Regions from separate parts of the Zea mays genome. Here region 2 is linked to region 1. A link is a contact called in public Hi-C data. All regions are on one chromosome and are shown on one strand. Each heading gives the region's core, a stretch centred on a gene start, on an enhancer-like site or on the middle of the called end of the contact. The rest is flanking DNA. Distances are from core to core; before and after follow the strand shown. Region 1 holds the start of LOC101027199 (putative inactive poly [ADP-ribose] polymerase SRO1). Region 2 holds the start of LOC100285746 (glycerol-3-phosphate acyltransferase).

The links. A called contact is a pair of places that touch in the nucleus more often than the background predicts.
Region 2: a contact with region 1 is called in a Hi-C map of ear, with 4 times the contacts expected there. The contact joins the promoter of LOC100285746 here to the promoter of LOC101027199 in region 1. A contact is called at or near these places in 11 of 25 Hi-C or Micro-C datasets (bundle sheath, ear, endosperm and 3 more) and 1 of 3 datasets of contacts at active chromatin or transcription factors (seedling).

Annotation. Positions count from the first base shown.
Region 1 is chr5:46,229,832-46,232,477 of Zm-B73-REFERENCE-NAM-5.0, reverse strand. It overlaps LOC101027199 (putative inactive poly [ADP-ribose] polymerase SRO1), which reads left to right and starts at 1,326. Exons shown (of 7, transcript NM_001346074.1): 1 at 1,326-1,607; 2 at 2,530-2,646.
Region 2 is chr5:46,521,989-46,524,634 of Zm-B73-REFERENCE-NAM-5.0, reverse strand. It overlaps LOC100285746 (glycerol-3-phosphate acyltransferase), which reads right to left and starts at 1,312. Exons shown (of 14, transcript NM_001158637.1): 1 at 877-1,312; 2 at 484-581; 3 at 305-391; 4 at 112-209. The coding sequence starts at 1,156.

The sequences.
Region 1 (2,646 bases), core at 77-2,576:
CTTTTTAGCCTAGGGAAAATTATTTTGCTCTGCCTACGAAGTTGTATCTCTCTTACCTTTGCATTGTAACTTCAAGTAGCCGAAGGTATATTTATAATCCTTTATTAAAGAATAAAATGAAAAAGGAAGCATTGCCCATCAAGGTTGAATCATATGTTTCACCTTTACACTACATCATCTTCATTCTTAATGATCAACATTTGTTTTCTGTTAACTCTCAACATCTTAGTCCTTCATTCTATCTTTCCTTCGAGATAGACAGAATGAAGGGTGAAGGTGAAGCTTAATTTAATTGTGTTGCCTTGTTTTTTTGTCTCTTAAAGGAATAAAAAACGAGTGAACAACAATGGTTTTCTCCGCTGCATAGCCATGGAGTAGGAAACCACCTAGAGAACGCATGTGTTGTTTAGATCGGCCAACAAATCCCCTATGGCGTGGGCGAGATTCGTGAAACAGGACATGCAAATGCAACTCACTAAAATTATATAAATTGGCCCACTAGCCAGCCAATAACTTATATTTTATCTCTATGATTCTATCTCTACTATATTTAAGTGTCAATAATCTTCCTGCGTACATCTCCTCTCTCATGCGAGCGGTGATACTAGGTGCCAGGGTTCCCCACATCGAGCGTGGAGAAACAAAAAATATAACCAGCCCGTCGTCCAAGGACATAACACTCAATTGTTAACCAATACATTTCATTTGCAGTTGTGTTTTAGAAATGATAGATATTAAGAATATTATGCTACACAAAAGATAAATATTGTAAATACATATTTATGCAATATTTATCTATATAATATATATATAAAACATAGCAATGTACAAATAACTAACTCATCATAAATAATATTGGAAACACCGATTGGCTGCGAAGGCAAATATGAACGTAGGAAAAAATCAGAAGAATCCGGCATCAGCACGTCGCCTTTGGCCCGGTAACGCACGCAAACTAGTAGGATTTTTATTAATTTACCAAAACAAAATAAAAATCTGCAATGTCTGGACGGCCGTGATGCGGCTGCTGTGGGGACAGAGATAGTTGACCGCATTTGTGAACCGTCCGATGCACACACGTCGGCATGACGCCGTTGGCATTTTGCTTACGGCGCAAGGAAACAAGCGGGGCAACTTGGCATCCAAGTTCGAGCCGCGCGTACCCGCGCCCAGGTGGGTCCGGGCCCATGCGTCGGAGAGCGCTTGAGGACGAAGGGCGGTGGGTGAAACGCAATTGCTAATAATGCAAGTGGGGTCACGGCAAAGGTGTGGCGCGTGCGTGGACCTCGCCCTCATCTCGTCTCCTCCGGCGGTCCGGCCTGTCCAATAATTCTAGTATTCCACCGCCGCACACCTCCTGTCTTCCTTCACCTTCGCGCTCCGCCGCCGCCGTCGATTCGTGCTGCTCTCACCCCTAACCTGTCCAACATCGCCGGGGAGGGAAGCAGCAGAAGAAGCTCCCCTTACCTCCGGCTATCGCCTGAGGATAAAGTGGGGTCTGTAGGGGAGTCTTAGGGGGGAGCAAAAGGGATAGGATAGGGAGAGATGAAGCAATCAATTTCTTCGTCCGCCTTCGCCCCTGCTTACGTCCCCGCTACTAACCCTAGGTAAGCATCGTCGATCGACGGATCTGCATCTGCTCCTCTGACTGTCTGATTGCTCGCCGAAGATGATCCCCTTGTATATATGTGTAGTTTCGATCTAGAAACTTTAGCCCTCCCATGTTGGATATGCTGGATGTCAGTTAGATGTACTATGAAGATGTAAATTGTTGTGGCTAAAGCAGATTTGAGATTATTGTTGACTTTTCAAAATTACAATTTTTAAAGTTCCTGTGACTGCTGTCCTGTTTAATTACTTGTTAAATTATGTGAAATCCTTGCGTGAACGTGTGGATCACTAACCATGGGGGAAACTGATTGAATTTTGTCAGAACTTCGCTGAATCTTACCATATGCACCTTATTCTGATATTACTTTTATTACTTGATGAGTCGCTCACTCTCCTTCCATGTACTATGCGATGGATATGGTCTAAGATACAAGTTTTCTTACTCCATGTTCAGTTAAATTCATGGTTAACTACTAATTTGTGCATGAAAGATAATTTTTTGTGTTTTAATTCATCACTCAATAGATTATTTCATAACTATGCCATCAAGGTTAGTACAAGTACCATGTTCCCTCTTGCCGCAGACCTTCATGACTAATAACAATACGAGTAAAAGCCTCTGTATCTGTCTGTATGCTTGCAGCACACCCTAGGCATCTTTGGTCAATCGGTTGACTTATTTTGCGTGGAAAGACATTGTTGCACCATGACAAAAGATACGTGCACTTTTGTCCATGATTAATATATAACAGCTAGTGACAACATTAAGATTTGTTTTTCTAGGGTCTTACTGCAAAATTGATACCATAGTTAATCCTTTTCTGAGTGTCCTGCTGTAATCCAATATTGTTCTGTTGTATATATTTCAAATGCAGCAAAAATGTATCTTACTGCATTCTGTCGATTTTCTCTTTGCAGGATCATTCTGTCTTTTCTCGTTTCTTATCCGACTCTTCTTCGTTTTATGCCTATCAGTTATGAGGTTGAACGCCTTCAGAAGCTTCTCTACTAGATTAGTGTAAATAGTAGACTTGT
Region 2 (2,646 bases), core at 63-2,562, 290 kb before region 1:
TGTTATCCACCCCATTCAAAAGAAATGTCTTCCATAAGATGTACAGCAAACTTTGTGTGGATTATTTGAAATTAAAATGCGTACATGTTATCAGGTCAGATTTTGTATTACCTGAAATCTACCAGAGGCCTAATGTAGTTCTGACCAAACATGTAATAGTCGAACGGTTCTCGCAAAGCTTTATGATAAGGTGGAAAGTTAAATGGATTCTGCAAAAGGATGGAGCATGATATTAAAGGTCATCTTGGAAAATAAGTAGAAGTGTCAGAACAAATTGTGAGGGAATTCGGAGTAGATGGTAAACCTGTACATCCAGTAGAACACGATCAAACAAGGTCATCATATTTGAAAGCATGACCTCATATGCATTTGGATCTCCATTTTGCAGAACCTAATAAAGCAAAACATTAACAAGACATGAATCATAACGAGCTGATGATAGCAAATAAAAAATACTGCAAAGATCAGCCCAGCAGTTCTTACCGCATTCCTGTAATTATAATACAGCTCCTCCAGGTTACTGGCAACATCTGCAGGAAGTTTTCCATTATCCAGTTCCTTTCTGATGTGAGAAATGAACTCTGCACGAGTGAATAGGGTAAAAGATAGGTCATCAGTTTCTCTGTATACCAGATGAATTCTATATTAATGTGGCACGTCAGCATGTGAAATCCCTAGGTCCATTCCATGCGACTACGTGAGCAGTTTGGCATAACACTACTTCAACTGGGCAGTTGTGCCTTATCATTAGAGTAGAGACACCAGTAGTAACAGTGGATAGTGACGCAATTGCAGTTATTAGTGCGAAACAACGAAAATATGGCCGACATAAGCGCAAGGAGGCCTGCATTTGGAAAAAGCAGCAGCAAATCAAACCTTCCTCGTCAAGCAGCGACGATGGTCCCACCACCTCCTCGGCGCCCATATAGGAGGCGAGCACAGCGCCCTTGGCCGGGACCCGCGGGCCCCGTCCCCCTCCGGCAGCCCTCCACGCGGCCTTAGCTTCCAGCCGGAGTGTCCCGCGGCGGGACCGTAGGGGCCTCGCCGGCGCGGCAAAGATGGCGTCCCGCGGCGAGGCCAACCAGGGCGACGGCGAAGCGGAGGCGGTGGTGGGGCAGGCGCCCCCTGCGAACGTGACCAGCGGCGGCGCGTGCATGGAGAGGCGGCGGTGGAAGGTTCTAGAAACCTAATCCGAAAACCCTAGTGGGAGTAGCGTCCTGGGGAATAGCGCACGAGTCCAGCTGCGGAGGACGCGGAAGACGGACGGAGACTCGGAGAGGGCGAAGGCGTCGTCGACACGAGATGAATCCTCGGCCCGCTCGCTCACCCCCTGTCCGCTGCTAACAGCAATTTTTCCTCGACTTCTCTGTTTAGTTTTTCTTCAAAAATTAAAATAGAAGGAAAAAATTGTTTATTTGCACACGTACAGAAAAGAAAAGGGATGATATTATCTAGGGCGTTGTGCGCGGGTAGGATTTGTCGATTGAACCTATAGGATGGCGCCACACCTCTTTTTCCTCGATTTTGGCACACACATCGCTGTCCTATGCCCGTCTCTTCATTAAAAAAACCTCATCAGCACGGTTTTTTAGATTTTTTTTGTTGCCTAACAATTAGCTGTTCTGGTATATCTTACAAGTTGCTCGTTTGTCTTTAATTCACAACGGTTTCTATCGTTTCTACGGTGTTTTGTCTCTATGAATTGAAGTTGCAGTCGTCCAAATAGCTGTCTTTAATTCTATGTCCATCTCTTCATTAAAAAAACCTCATAAGTACGGTTTTTTAGATTCTTTTTGTTGCCTAACAATTAGTTGTTCCCGTATAAAAATAGTCTTAGGGTCTGTTTGGTTGGACTGTGGCTGTGGAAAAAGTTGCTGTGGGCTGTGAGCTGTGAAAAAAGTTGTTGTAGGCTGTGAGTTGTTAAAAAGCTAAAAACTGTTTGATGGAAACCACTAAAAGTCGTTAAAAGTTCTTCGATATATGTTTTCACAGTTCGATCCAAAAGCCACTAAAAGCAGGTCCAGGGGTGCTTTCAGTTTTGCACTGCGAGAAAGTCAGCTTTTAGAAAAAGCTGCTTCCTGGATCCAGCCCTTTGGTTGGCTTTTGGCTTTTAGGAGGCAAAAGCCAAAGCCAAAAGCTAAACCAAACACACCCTTACAAGTTGTTCATTTAGCTTTAATTCAAAACCGATTAGATGCGGCCAAAACCCTAAAACGGATTTAGGGTTCAAAACCCGGACGTGAAATAATCACCAAGTGTGCTAGAATCAAGTATCACACATATAATGACTCATGGTACAAAACGAATGTCACATCATTAATATATAACGGAGCTCTGTACAAAATAGTTAAATAATTACATCATACGAAGACAACGATCCAGCAACAAAAGTTTACTAGGAGACGACAGCCTAGACCACTCACGAACTCATCATGGCATCATTCATGTGTCTCATCCTGTGGTACCTGTCCTTGACCTGGGGATGTGAGTACAGCAAGGGTGAGCTCACATACGTTCATCACTCAACAAGTTGTGGGGAATAGTGTGCATGAACTCACCAAAGGTGGGAGCTCATATGAATTGTAAGGCTTACCAAAGAGGTTGGTTAAAGCTAAGCATTGCTTTTAAAGTTGGTTAAAATTGTAT